Regions from separate parts of the Mus musculus genome. Here region 2 is linked to region 1. Evidence: chromatin contacts called from public HiChIP or PLAC-seq data. All regions are on one chromosome and are shown on one strand. Each heading gives the region's core, a stretch centred on a gene start, on an enhancer-like site or on the middle of the called end of the contact. The rest is flanking DNA. Distances are from core to core; before and after follow the strand shown. Region 1 overlaps Col6a6 (collagen, type VI, alpha 6). Region 2 overlaps Col6a5 (collagen, type VI, alpha 5).

Region 1 (5,393 bases), core at 1,301-3,800:
GTTCAAAATACAGACAATACATATCCCTGCGGTACCCAACCCCAACTGACAGATCTGCAATGCAGTCCCTGTACCACTTAGGGAACATTGTGAAGGAGGGTGGAAAGATTTTAAGAACCAGAGGACCAGGATGCCTGCTGTTTCAGAGTCCCTTAGTCATGACAGGAAAAGCCTACCCATGAACTCTCAACCTCGTGCTTGCATGAGCCAGTCCAGCATGCTGACATCACCAGTTGAATACCAACAGGGATGGGCAAAAGTCACACACTCCCATCCTTAGATGAAGAGCCACAGGTGGCAGTGGCTTCTGAGAGGGAGAAGCAACTTCTTCTAGGGACAAGCTCCTGCATAGGTTGTCCAATTCTAAGTGGTCAGCCCTGGGTACATGTGGGCAATGCTAAATGGACCCAGAGGTTGTATATACATGTGTGTGTATGTGAGATATATATGTATATCTCACATATATAATGAGTTTGGAAAGGAATATGGAAGGAGTTGGGCAGTTGAAGTGATGAAGATGCAGTATTCATGTATGAAGTTCTCTAAAATCTTAAATTTTCTTACATTTATACAATGCTTTTGGTCATATTTGCCCACCACTACCCTCCTGTTTCCTTGAGTGCCCATCATCCCATTGTCTCCCTAACGTAATGTCCTTTGTTTGTCATTAATAACCCTGCGTTCAGTTAGTGCTGCCCGCATGCCCGTGGGTGTGCATCCACTGGGTTGTGGGCAGCCCATCATCCAGTGGCCACTTTGATAAAGGAGCGCGACTCCCTGCAAAGGATGTCTTCTGAGTCTAAATAGCACTGTTCTCAGGCTTGGCTAGCTCATCTGTGGTTCTTCCCCGCCTTTCCCCACCTGTTTCTTTGATTATATCCCTTAGGTGTAAGAACAGCACAGCTGGAGATGTGTCAGTTTGGCTCCCAGCACCCATGTAGAGCAGCTTACCCAGCTCTAGGGCATCCAACACCGTTAGCCTCTGAAGCCACCATACTCATGTGCGCACACTCACCATGGACATATATACATATAATTAAAAATAAACCTTTTAAAAAAATCATTAGATTGGCAACTACTTCTAAGCCCAACCCTGGCACCTTTTCCACAAAGGGTCAAACATGTTAAAAGCCTTTCTTTGTGCTGTTTTGTTTGGGGCTGGGGTGGTATGTGTGTTCCTGTGTGTGTGCATGCCCATGGGTGCTCATGCGGAGGCCAGAGGACATGCCTGGTATTGGTCCTCAGGCACTGTCAGCTTTGGTTTGAGATAGCTGGCTGGTAACAAGTGGCCAGTGAGCTCCTGGTGTCCTTGCACCTGCCTCTTACTGTGGGGTCTTGGGATCCAAATTCAGGCCCTCAGTGCTTACATGGCCAGTGCTTTATTTAAGTGCTGGGCCCATGCCTTAGCTTTCATGGTTATTCTTTCTACTGTTACAGATGGGCGTTTGTATTTGATAAAGCAGTTAATAAGCATCTTAGTAAGGATCATTGACTACCTAGGTTTTGTTCTGATTTGTCTTCTACTGTGTCTTGTTTGGGAGAATACTTTGCTGGTCGGTAACTCCAACAACAGGCATCAACAACAGGAATTCGGATTAAATAATTCAGATTTTCCAACTGGAGCCTAGCTCTAGTGAACCTTATAGAAAGCAAGATGTGGCATGTTCTAGATAAAGCAGGAGTGGACAGGTACTGACTGTAGCTTTCCATTCCTTGTGGTCACAGATTCCTCCATCTGTGTAGATAATCGGGAGGCAGCCATGCTCTGCTTACTGAGTAGAGGCAGTGGGATGAGTGGCACAGATGAGCTTGCTTCTATTCCTAAGTGTGTGTGTGTGTGTGTGTGTGTGTGTGTGCGCGCGCGCGCGCGTGCGTGCATACCCATATACATATCGTGCATCCAGAAAATGTACTTTAGAAAGCAAATGTGTTGTTCATGTGGCAGGGATGCTTGCCCATTTTTACCGCCCACCAATTTAGGCTCTGCCTGTCTCTGCTTTGGAGTCTGGCACAGCACGTAGGCAGCTTTGTGTCTTCAGTAAAAGTAGAGCTGAGTGCTTACACAAAGCCTTGCTATGGGCTCGCCCTCTGGCCATCTGTCTTGATTGCCTGTGGCAAGAGTCCACACCCTTTCTGTTACAGACCAGCTCCGGCATGTTTCCTCAAATCCACAGGTAATCCGGAGGCACGGCATTCTCGGGGTGGCATCTCATCTGTCTGGCCAGCCCCTGCGCCTAGCAGGCAGACTCCTCAATCCCATGTTCCTCTCTGCCTCGCTCTACTTGAAAGGCCCAGGAGGGAGCTTCAGAAGCAGCCCCGACTCCTCTCATCATCATCTTGAGTTACTTAGGGGCGGCCTGGGAGTCCCGGGCGATTACACCACCAGGGAGTTCATGGACAGTGGTATACATTCCACATCTCAATTCCTTGGTGCCCCAGCCACTTGGCCACTTCAGATTCACAGGAGAAGCTGAGCCTCCTCTGTATCAAGGGCACCGTAGAGAAGGAGAGATTCCCTGTTTAAACGCCCTGAGGATTCTGTCTTCCCACTTGATCCTGTCTTCAAACAAAGCAGTTTCTAAAATTGCCTCTCGAGTGTGTCGGTTAGTGCCGACACCTGCCTTTGCAGTCGGAGCTGGCTGCAAATTTGTCAAGCCCGGTAGGATGAACACTTAAGCCTCTGCCTCAGAAGGCAGAGAAGAAAAGCATTTTCTTCTATGGCTGTTCCTCCCTCCCTCGCCATGACAGTTTTTCATTTTTCTTTGATGTTGGGCTCTGGCATGGAGACACACAGTATCTTCTGGTGACCCCATCCTATGGCTTGGCCTGCCAGCTTCTAGACAGATTCCCAGATGCTGGGCCCCTTTTGTCAGTTAGCTAGCTGCTGGGCACAGTGCCTCAGAATATCACCACCTTCCTGCTAGGATGGCTGGGTGGAGACAAGCAAAGACAAAGGCAAGGATGCCACTATTTCCCAATACAGCATGCCAGGCCACAAGCCCCCGTGAAGGGAATGGGAAAGGGAGGGAGGCCAGGGGAGCCGGAAGATGCTCAGTCACTGGAATGTAGAAACTGGGGATTTCAAGTGAACAGAGGCTCTGAGCCCCCAGTGAGGAATTTCTTTTTCCATCACTTAGAAAACCCAAAATTCAAAACTAACAGCAGTTACAGTGAGCTAAGCCTAGGTGCACAGCCCTCCAGAGTTCCTTGAAGCTGCCACACCTGCCTCAGCCCAAGTGTCAGTCCAGTCAACTCTAAACAGTGCCAGGCACCCGCAGCAGGGGGCGCCCTACTCCTCTTGGACTAGCTTCATGGCCGCTTTTCACTGGACTTCAGGAAACATTTGCTGCTGGACAGTTCCCCGGCTCGCTTCATGGCTGGAGGGAAGCCAGAGCCTCCAGGCAGGAGCTTCTCAGGGGTCCTTAGCATCCAGGCTGGGAATGCCTGCCCAGTCCAGATGATCACACAGAGGGCACACACTCCAAGGGAGACACACCAAGCCTCCCTAATGCTAATGGGGGTCTGTCTAAGCATGAGCCAGGTGATGGTGCTTGGTCATGGCCTACAGCTGGGTGTTAGTTCAGTCGCTTACCAAAGAAGTGCTCCTAGCTACCTGATGGCTCCGTGGGCCAAGAGCTTGCCACACAACTTAAGGACTGGAATGGGATCCCCAGAACCCATTAAACCGGGTTCTGCAGCCCTGTAAGTCCAGCATGGCACGAGGTAAGATGCTATCCCTGAAGCGAGCCTGCCAACCAGACTTGCTAGACCATCATGCTGCCTCAGGGGGGGGGGGGGGACTGTGCCCCGTACAGGAGGAGAAAGACGACACCTGACTCAGGCTTCTTCATGTGCATCCAAGTGTACACGTTCATGCACATCACACACAGAACGGGGAAGTCATTGATACCGTGGTCGCAACCATCTTACATGCTATCCTTAAAATTCTTTAGCAAACGTCTCTTAAAGAACATTCTCTTCTACACACCAGGAAGCCCATCCAATCAAGTATTGACCATACTCAAATCTCCCCAGATGTTTCCAAGTCATGGTTATATTAGCCTTGTCTTTCTGTTCTAGGATCCAATTAAGGTTCAGAGAATTCGGATTAGCTTCCCTGTCTTCAGTTCTCTCACCCCAAACAAAGCTCATCTTTATCCCTTCATCCATGATGCAAGACCTACAGTCTAACAGTTCCACACCCTGGGGTTGCCGAGCGATGATGGCCTCATTAACCTCTAGTCAAGCATTTCTGGCAAGAACTTCACACAGGTGATGACTGTGTGTCCCACTCTGTCACCTCAGACGATACAGACTGCACATAACACCCACACCTCGGAAGCCATGCAGCACCAGCTGTACACACCCAATAACTTGAGGTTGGCTCCTGGATCCCACAGTGCACGCTAGAGACCCGACTCCCCAAAGCTGGACTCTGACCTCACAGGAGCTTATGCTGCTGTGCGTACCATACATACAGCGATACATTAGATAAATCACTCCGTGCTTCTTTCTGGACTTGCTGTCCGAGACTAGGCTCGGGGACTCAGGACATCTCACCCTCTAGACATGACACTGGTAGGGGGCCTTGTTTTGTTTTAACCGTGGTTTTGCTTCCCTGGAGGATCTCCATTGTCTTGGGCTGGGCTTGGTCTTTCCTCACCCGATCCCGAGTGTGTCTTGGGCACCAAGAAACCCCAGTTCCTTTGAGTACACGATGCTGTTTAAAAAGCAAGATCTGCCCACTGGGCATACTTGCTGCTACTGGAGTGTCCCATTGGGTGCTTTGTTTCAACAATTGGACTTTTCATTTAAAAGAGGAAAAAAACCTCTATTTGGTTATTGCCAGATCTACTTGGTCATTTAAAAACCATCTCTAGTTCCCTCAATTCATATTTTAATATGCTGTAACAGATTTCTGACTGCTAAAGTGGGTGAGGGGAGAGAGAGAAAGAGGAAGAATTGAGGAATCAGGAGGGTTTCACATCTACCTAAAACGTCACACCCAGCACATGGAATGAACATACCTTCGAAACTGGCGTGGGGGCGGCTTCAGATCCCTAGAGCCGAGTCTGTTGCACTTGGCTTTGAGGTTGACCGGTGGATACTTGTTTATCCCATCTAGAAAGAGAAAAGGCTCCGATAAAGCTCTCCGTTGGTCTGTCTGTTCTGTACAGTACCACAGCAGTTGCCAATGTCCATCCAAAGATGGTCACAGGGCATGAGAAATGTCCCAGAGAAGTCCCCAAACCAAGTTTGGGAAAGAAGTCTCTAGTGAATATGTTGGTGAATTCAAACAACTTTTCATTAAAATGCCTGTAGCTCCTAACGTCGTCAGCCATTATGAAACGCAGGCAGTCCTAATAACGCTCTTGCCTTTGATAGGAGCTCAT
Region 2 (5,221 bases), core at 1,798-4,297, 240 kb after region 1:
GTGCATCTTCCACCCATTACCTGCTTCTCTGAGCCTGTCTGACTGCCGCTCCAGCAAGGTGATGCTTTCACCCTGGAGACCGTCTGAGAAGATGAGCAGAACCTACAGAAAGAGAGAAGGAAATGGGATGACATAACACTGAGGTATAACGGGGAACAGATGAACAGGCTTGCGGTGGAGAATGGAAGGTAGGCTGTATACCTGGCCCCTGGATGCAGATCTTTCCTCAAACATGTCCCAAAGTGACTGCAAGAACGGTGCATCCAGATGAGTTGGTCCACGGACTGTGACGTGCAACAAGCTGTCAAACGCTGCTTTCTGATAGATCTGGAACTTGGCTGGGAACTCTTGGTCACTGTTCACCTTAAAGGCCAGGCTCACCTGCGCCTCTGCACCTGCACCACAGCTCACCCCTCTGATAGAGGTGATGTCCTCCAAGATGCCCGGGAGGTAGGATTCTAAGCGGGGATGGCCCTGGAACAAAGGCTGGCCCTGACGGTGAGTGGAAATGTCGAACCCGACCACTACATCCACAAAGCAATCTGGAGACCAAAGAAACGAGGCTAGATTAATCAGCAAGCAGGAGCAAAGGACTGCGGAGGGGGTTGGAAATAGGAGAGATGATTTTGTCATACTCCAGGCAGTGTGCAGCACCCAGAGGATGCCCAAGAAAATGAAGATACTGGCTAGTCTACCAACATAAAACACACTTCCTCTGGCCCCTTCATATGTAACAAGTTTCAGTGCAAATTGTAGTTTTATGTATGTAGATAAGTTTTCTTGATTTTAAAGATAACATATTCTGATTCATATAAATATAACATATTAAATAATTTGACCTGTCCTGGAGATTATTCAGTTTCTAGAAGTCATAAATGTAAAATTTTACAAAGACAGGTGGCTCACGTTGGTGAGTCAAATGGCCTCGGAGTGAAGACTGTTATCTGGAGAGCAGATGGAGCCGCATGCCTGTCCACAGCCAGCAGCAACTAAGAGTGGCCAAGTGGTAAATGAGGCCCCGTGTTATTAGATCCATTTTTAAAGTAAAGCCTGAGAGCTGTACCGTCTCCAGTTTGTAAGCACAGTCAACTAACAAGTACATTACCCCGGCTAGACAGAATGAGCAAGTCGCATGTTGGGTCCCTTCTGTTCCTTGCCGGTTGCTCCTTCTCAGACTAGGGGACATGGTGGTGCTACTCCAGAGTAAGGACTCTGACTAATTCTAGCCCCAGAGCTCTTCCTTCATCTTACCTCCACACAAGTACCCAAGCAGGACACGAAAAAACAGGGAGCACTTGGAGAGCCTGACACATGCTATAAAGGATGCAGTAGCCTCCAGCATCATGGCTCTGGAGATGGCAGTAGGGAGGATTACTGCCCATACACAAATTCCATATAGTGAGAAATGCCTGCTTCTGTGGTGTCTTCCCAACTCCTAGCCCCAAATGCACAGAACCTGAGTGCCCTGTGGCTCCTGCCAGCTGCCGCTGAAGAGTGACATCCCTGTAGAATACCATTCTACAGTTTCCTGACCTCACACCCTGCCAAGCTGATTCCTCTACAACATCCAAGAGGCTTTTACAACCATTTACATTTGTGGATTACGTAATCTGTAAAGATAACTAAAATCTTTACTACGTTACGATCATGAAGATGTTATTCTTAAAAAGGGAAACAAACCAGGGCTAGACAGATGGCTCAGTAATTAAGATCACGTGTTGCTCTTGCAGAGGACCCAGAATCAGCTTCCAGTGCCCACAGGCTGGCTCACAACCATTTGCAACTCCAGTTCCAGGGGCTCTGACACCCTCTTCTGACTTTTGTGGACCACTGCAGCCACACCCACATGGTAGCTGCGAGCAGACAAGTTCCACAGGATTGGATGCCCTCTTCTAGTCCCTAAGGTCATTGAGGTCACTGCATGCATATGGTCCACAGACATACAGGCAGGCAAAACATCCACACACAAAAGCAAAACCATAAAAATAACATTTTTACAAATCTACTCTATACATATTTATAAATATATATATATGTGTATATATATATATACACATATACACATAAACAGCACATACAACACAGAGTCTGTTACTAGTTTAACACAATATTGAAACAGTTAAAGTTTCAATACTGAATATTCATTTTTCTTACATCCTACCAGATGAAAGACACGATCCTTCATCTCCTTGTACAAGGGACAGAGCTCCGTGTATGAAAGGAGCAGAAACTCTGGCTGTAGTGAGAAGACAGGGATGTCTACAAGACACAGCCAACCCTATCCCCTTGTGCTCTGTACCCAATCCTGCCACTGAGGAAGGTTGACTAATCGAGAGCTTCCAGGGAGAAGCAGCAATCGATGTCTCCTCTCAGCACACGGTGTTCTAAATGGATTCCTCAGGGGCTAGCCCACAGTATACCCTTATGAAACAAAGGCACAGGAAGCCTTGGTTGATAAAACCAAACAACAGCAAGACACTCACTGGCTTTCCCACAGCTCTGGCAAATTTCACGAACCATTCTCTTCTTCACATCCACATTCTTTAGCTTATTAAAGTCTCGGAAAGTAATTATCTTTTCTGAATTGCCTGTGATGGGCAGAAGCTGTTCCTTATAAACATCCCCTATGCCCAAAGCCAGGACACAGATGCCAAGGTCTTTCAGGACCTTTACCGCGTCTGTCACATCATAGCGTGGAGAACTAGATGTTATAACAACCAGAGTCTGAGGGACACCAGCGTTCCTTCTCCCGCCAACGGATGGATCAAACATGTCACTCACATGCTTGAGAGCAAAGTCAAGGCGTGGCAACCCCTTGCTCTGGGCCACACTGTGGACCTGAGACTTCCACTGAGTCTTGTTCAGAGAGCTTTCCAACTCAATAATTTCCTGATACCGGCTCCCGTATTGAGCCATCCCAATCTTCATTCTTTGAGACTCAATGTCAAAATTATCAATTAAGTCTGACAAGAAAGTTGTCATGGTAACGAACTCTGAATCAGACACCATGTCAGAGCCATCACAAAGGAAAATCACATCAGCTTCCGGAAGGTTACAAGCTGGAACAGAAAGGAGAAGTATAAATTATTTCCTCATGCATCATTCTAAATTGTTCCATTACTGAGCTACTCAAATTGCTTTGCTAAATACTTAAATTGTTTTGCATTAGCAGGGAATTGAGATAAATTAACAGAGGAGAGACTCAGTGATTGGACTGCAAAGAGAAGGAAAAATATCAGGAAAGGGGAGGATAATAGACGTTTTTCAAAGTGTAATTATATTTGCATGAGGTATTGAGAAAGATACTGCAGGCTATTCAGAAAGGAAGTAGGTAATTTGAACAGATTGAATACTCCCATGAAGAGATATTTTGCAAGCCTGGAAGTCTCTGCAATGTCTGCAGATCAGAAGGGGCGAGGTAGCAATACCACAGTGTATTGCTGAAACTTCTGTTGTTGCTGATGTTGCCAGTTTACATGTGTATTAAATAGTATCATTTCCAAAATTCTTTGGGCATGCACTAACATCGTAATTCCCAACCAGCTCATGACACATTCTAACTGTGCATGTATAGAAAGGGGAATTCAGAGTTGGGTAGATTCATAAAAGCACATAAAATAGACTTTTTCTACTTCAGTTTTCTAATGTCTCAATATTAGACGTGTATGAAACAAGTGTGCACTGTTCATAAACATTGCACAGGACCATCCCCCTGAAGCTCAATGTGAAATTTTCTAAAACCAAGAGATAACTTTCTCCAACCTCCAGTCAGAGTCCCTGGCTCTGAACAGCAGAAGGGCAATCACAGATGGAAACCATTGGTTGCCCAGCGTCACACAATTCCCCGTGAAGCAGAGGGGCAGACACAGAGCCAAGCTGCCCAGACAAGCCTTCAAGAAAGATTAAGCTTCTTGCAGTGAGTGGAAGCTCCAGCTGTCAGCTCCTTCAGGTCTGATTTCCGTATAGAGATGTCTTGCAAATGACATCTTTCCCAGGGCAGTTCACACTCCCTCCTCACCCCATCCTTGCCATCTTAGCCTGATGCTGGGCAGCCATCTTGGGAAGTGCTTGCACCAGTGCTACTAAGTTTACAGCCTCATTGGACATGCATCACGGGCTAACTTCTGCCTACCCTGCCTTTCTTTTTATTTCACAAGTGTGATTCCTTAAAATGTGTGTACCCCAAACTCCATCTCAGCATCCACTTCTGAAAGGTGTCATAGGAGACAAGAATAAAGTAGCATGCATATTCCTAGGACAAAACCAGGGTTAGTGATGTACTGGATTTGGCAGGGACCCAGTAATGAACAAGAGGCTGATGAACCCGCAGTCATTTGATGGGGGCAGATGAGAGAAGCTCACCACATTAAGCTATGCACTAAGTGCTAACACCAAGAGAAAGACAAGTGTGCGAGTCTGGGAGCATGGAGCAAACAAAGCTTAAACTTGTTAAGTAGATTGGCTACAGGCAAGTGATAAGCTGATCACAGGGGTTAGAACGAAGTGCACAAAGAGGTGAAGAAATTTCAGAATAGGAAAGAAGACATGAGAAGGGATAAGATGGGATAAGTGCACAACGGTTGGAGAGAGTTAGAAAGCTTCCAAAATGCTGTAGACAGTGGTGTGACATAGTCCAGTGTGTGTAAGATACATCATAAATTTTTGAGAGTGACCCACATGGCAACAGGACAGATGGGTGGAGGGGTGATACACACACTCAGACACACACAGAGAAGAATAGGTACACATGCATATATCACACACCTAAAAGCTCAGATACCATCATGGAACAGAAGGGAGAAAGATTGTAGGAGCCAGAGGTTGAAGAGGACCAGATAATACAGCGTCTTGAGGATAGGAGAGTAGCTGTGACTGAGTCTTGCATGAGATCAATAGGTGAGCATTCTGTCATGGAAGTGGGAGGGATCACCAGTCTTCATCCCTAACTGAGGAACTGTTTGCAGTGGGTGGCTTCTGGGGGAAGTAGACTCGCTTTTCTTTAAGGGTGTCTAGCCCCACAGCTAGCCCCACATCCACAAGTATCTGGGCAGCCCAAACTGGAAAAGAAGATGTGAAGCTGGGGGAGTGGAGGCGAGAGGTGGGTCTGGGAGAGGTTAAAGGAAGGAGGGGGTGTGAATATGATCAACACACATCATAATCAAGTCTCAACAAAGTATTAAACAATAGTTATGACGGCTTACTCTCTTGTGAATTATTACAC

The links. HiChIP or PLAC-seq counts read pairs in DNA pulled down with a chosen protein or histone mark.
Region 2: a contact with region 1 is called in an H3K27ac HiChIP or PLAC-seq map of VIP interneurons, with 5 times the contacts expected there. The contact joins two enhancer-like sites. A contact is called at or near these places in 1 of 484 Hi-C or Micro-C datasets (embryonic fibroblasts) and 2 of 115 datasets of contacts at active chromatin or transcription factors (VIP interneurons and embryonic stem cells).

Annotation. Positions count from the first base shown.
Region 1 is chr9:105,690,686-105,696,078 of GRCm38.p6, forward strand. Col6a6 (collagen, type VI, alpha 6) reads right to left here. Exons shown (of 37, transcript NM_001102607.1): 36 at 5,028-5,121. Among named protein-coding and RNA genes, the nearest start is that of Pik3r4, 50 kb to the left of the region's middle. Within about 2 kb of position 2,551, at least 27 of the 459 cell types and tissues checked have an H3K27ac peak or open chromatin away from gene starts, as enhancers often do. A contact at or near this core is called in VIP interneurons, where this site is marked.
Region 2 is chr9:105,925,559-105,930,779 of GRCm38.p6, forward strand. It overlaps Col6a5 (collagen, type VI, alpha 5), which reads right to left. Exons shown (of 41, transcript NM_001167923.1): 7 at 5,202-5,221; 8 at 2,484-3,059; 9 at 202-542; 10 at 21-102. Among named protein-coding and RNA genes, the nearest start is that of Col6a5, 32 kb to the right of the region's middle. Within about 2 kb of position 3,048, at least 9 of the 459 cell types and tissues checked have an H3K27ac peak or open chromatin away from gene starts, as enhancers often do. A contact at or near this core is called in VIP interneurons, where this site is marked.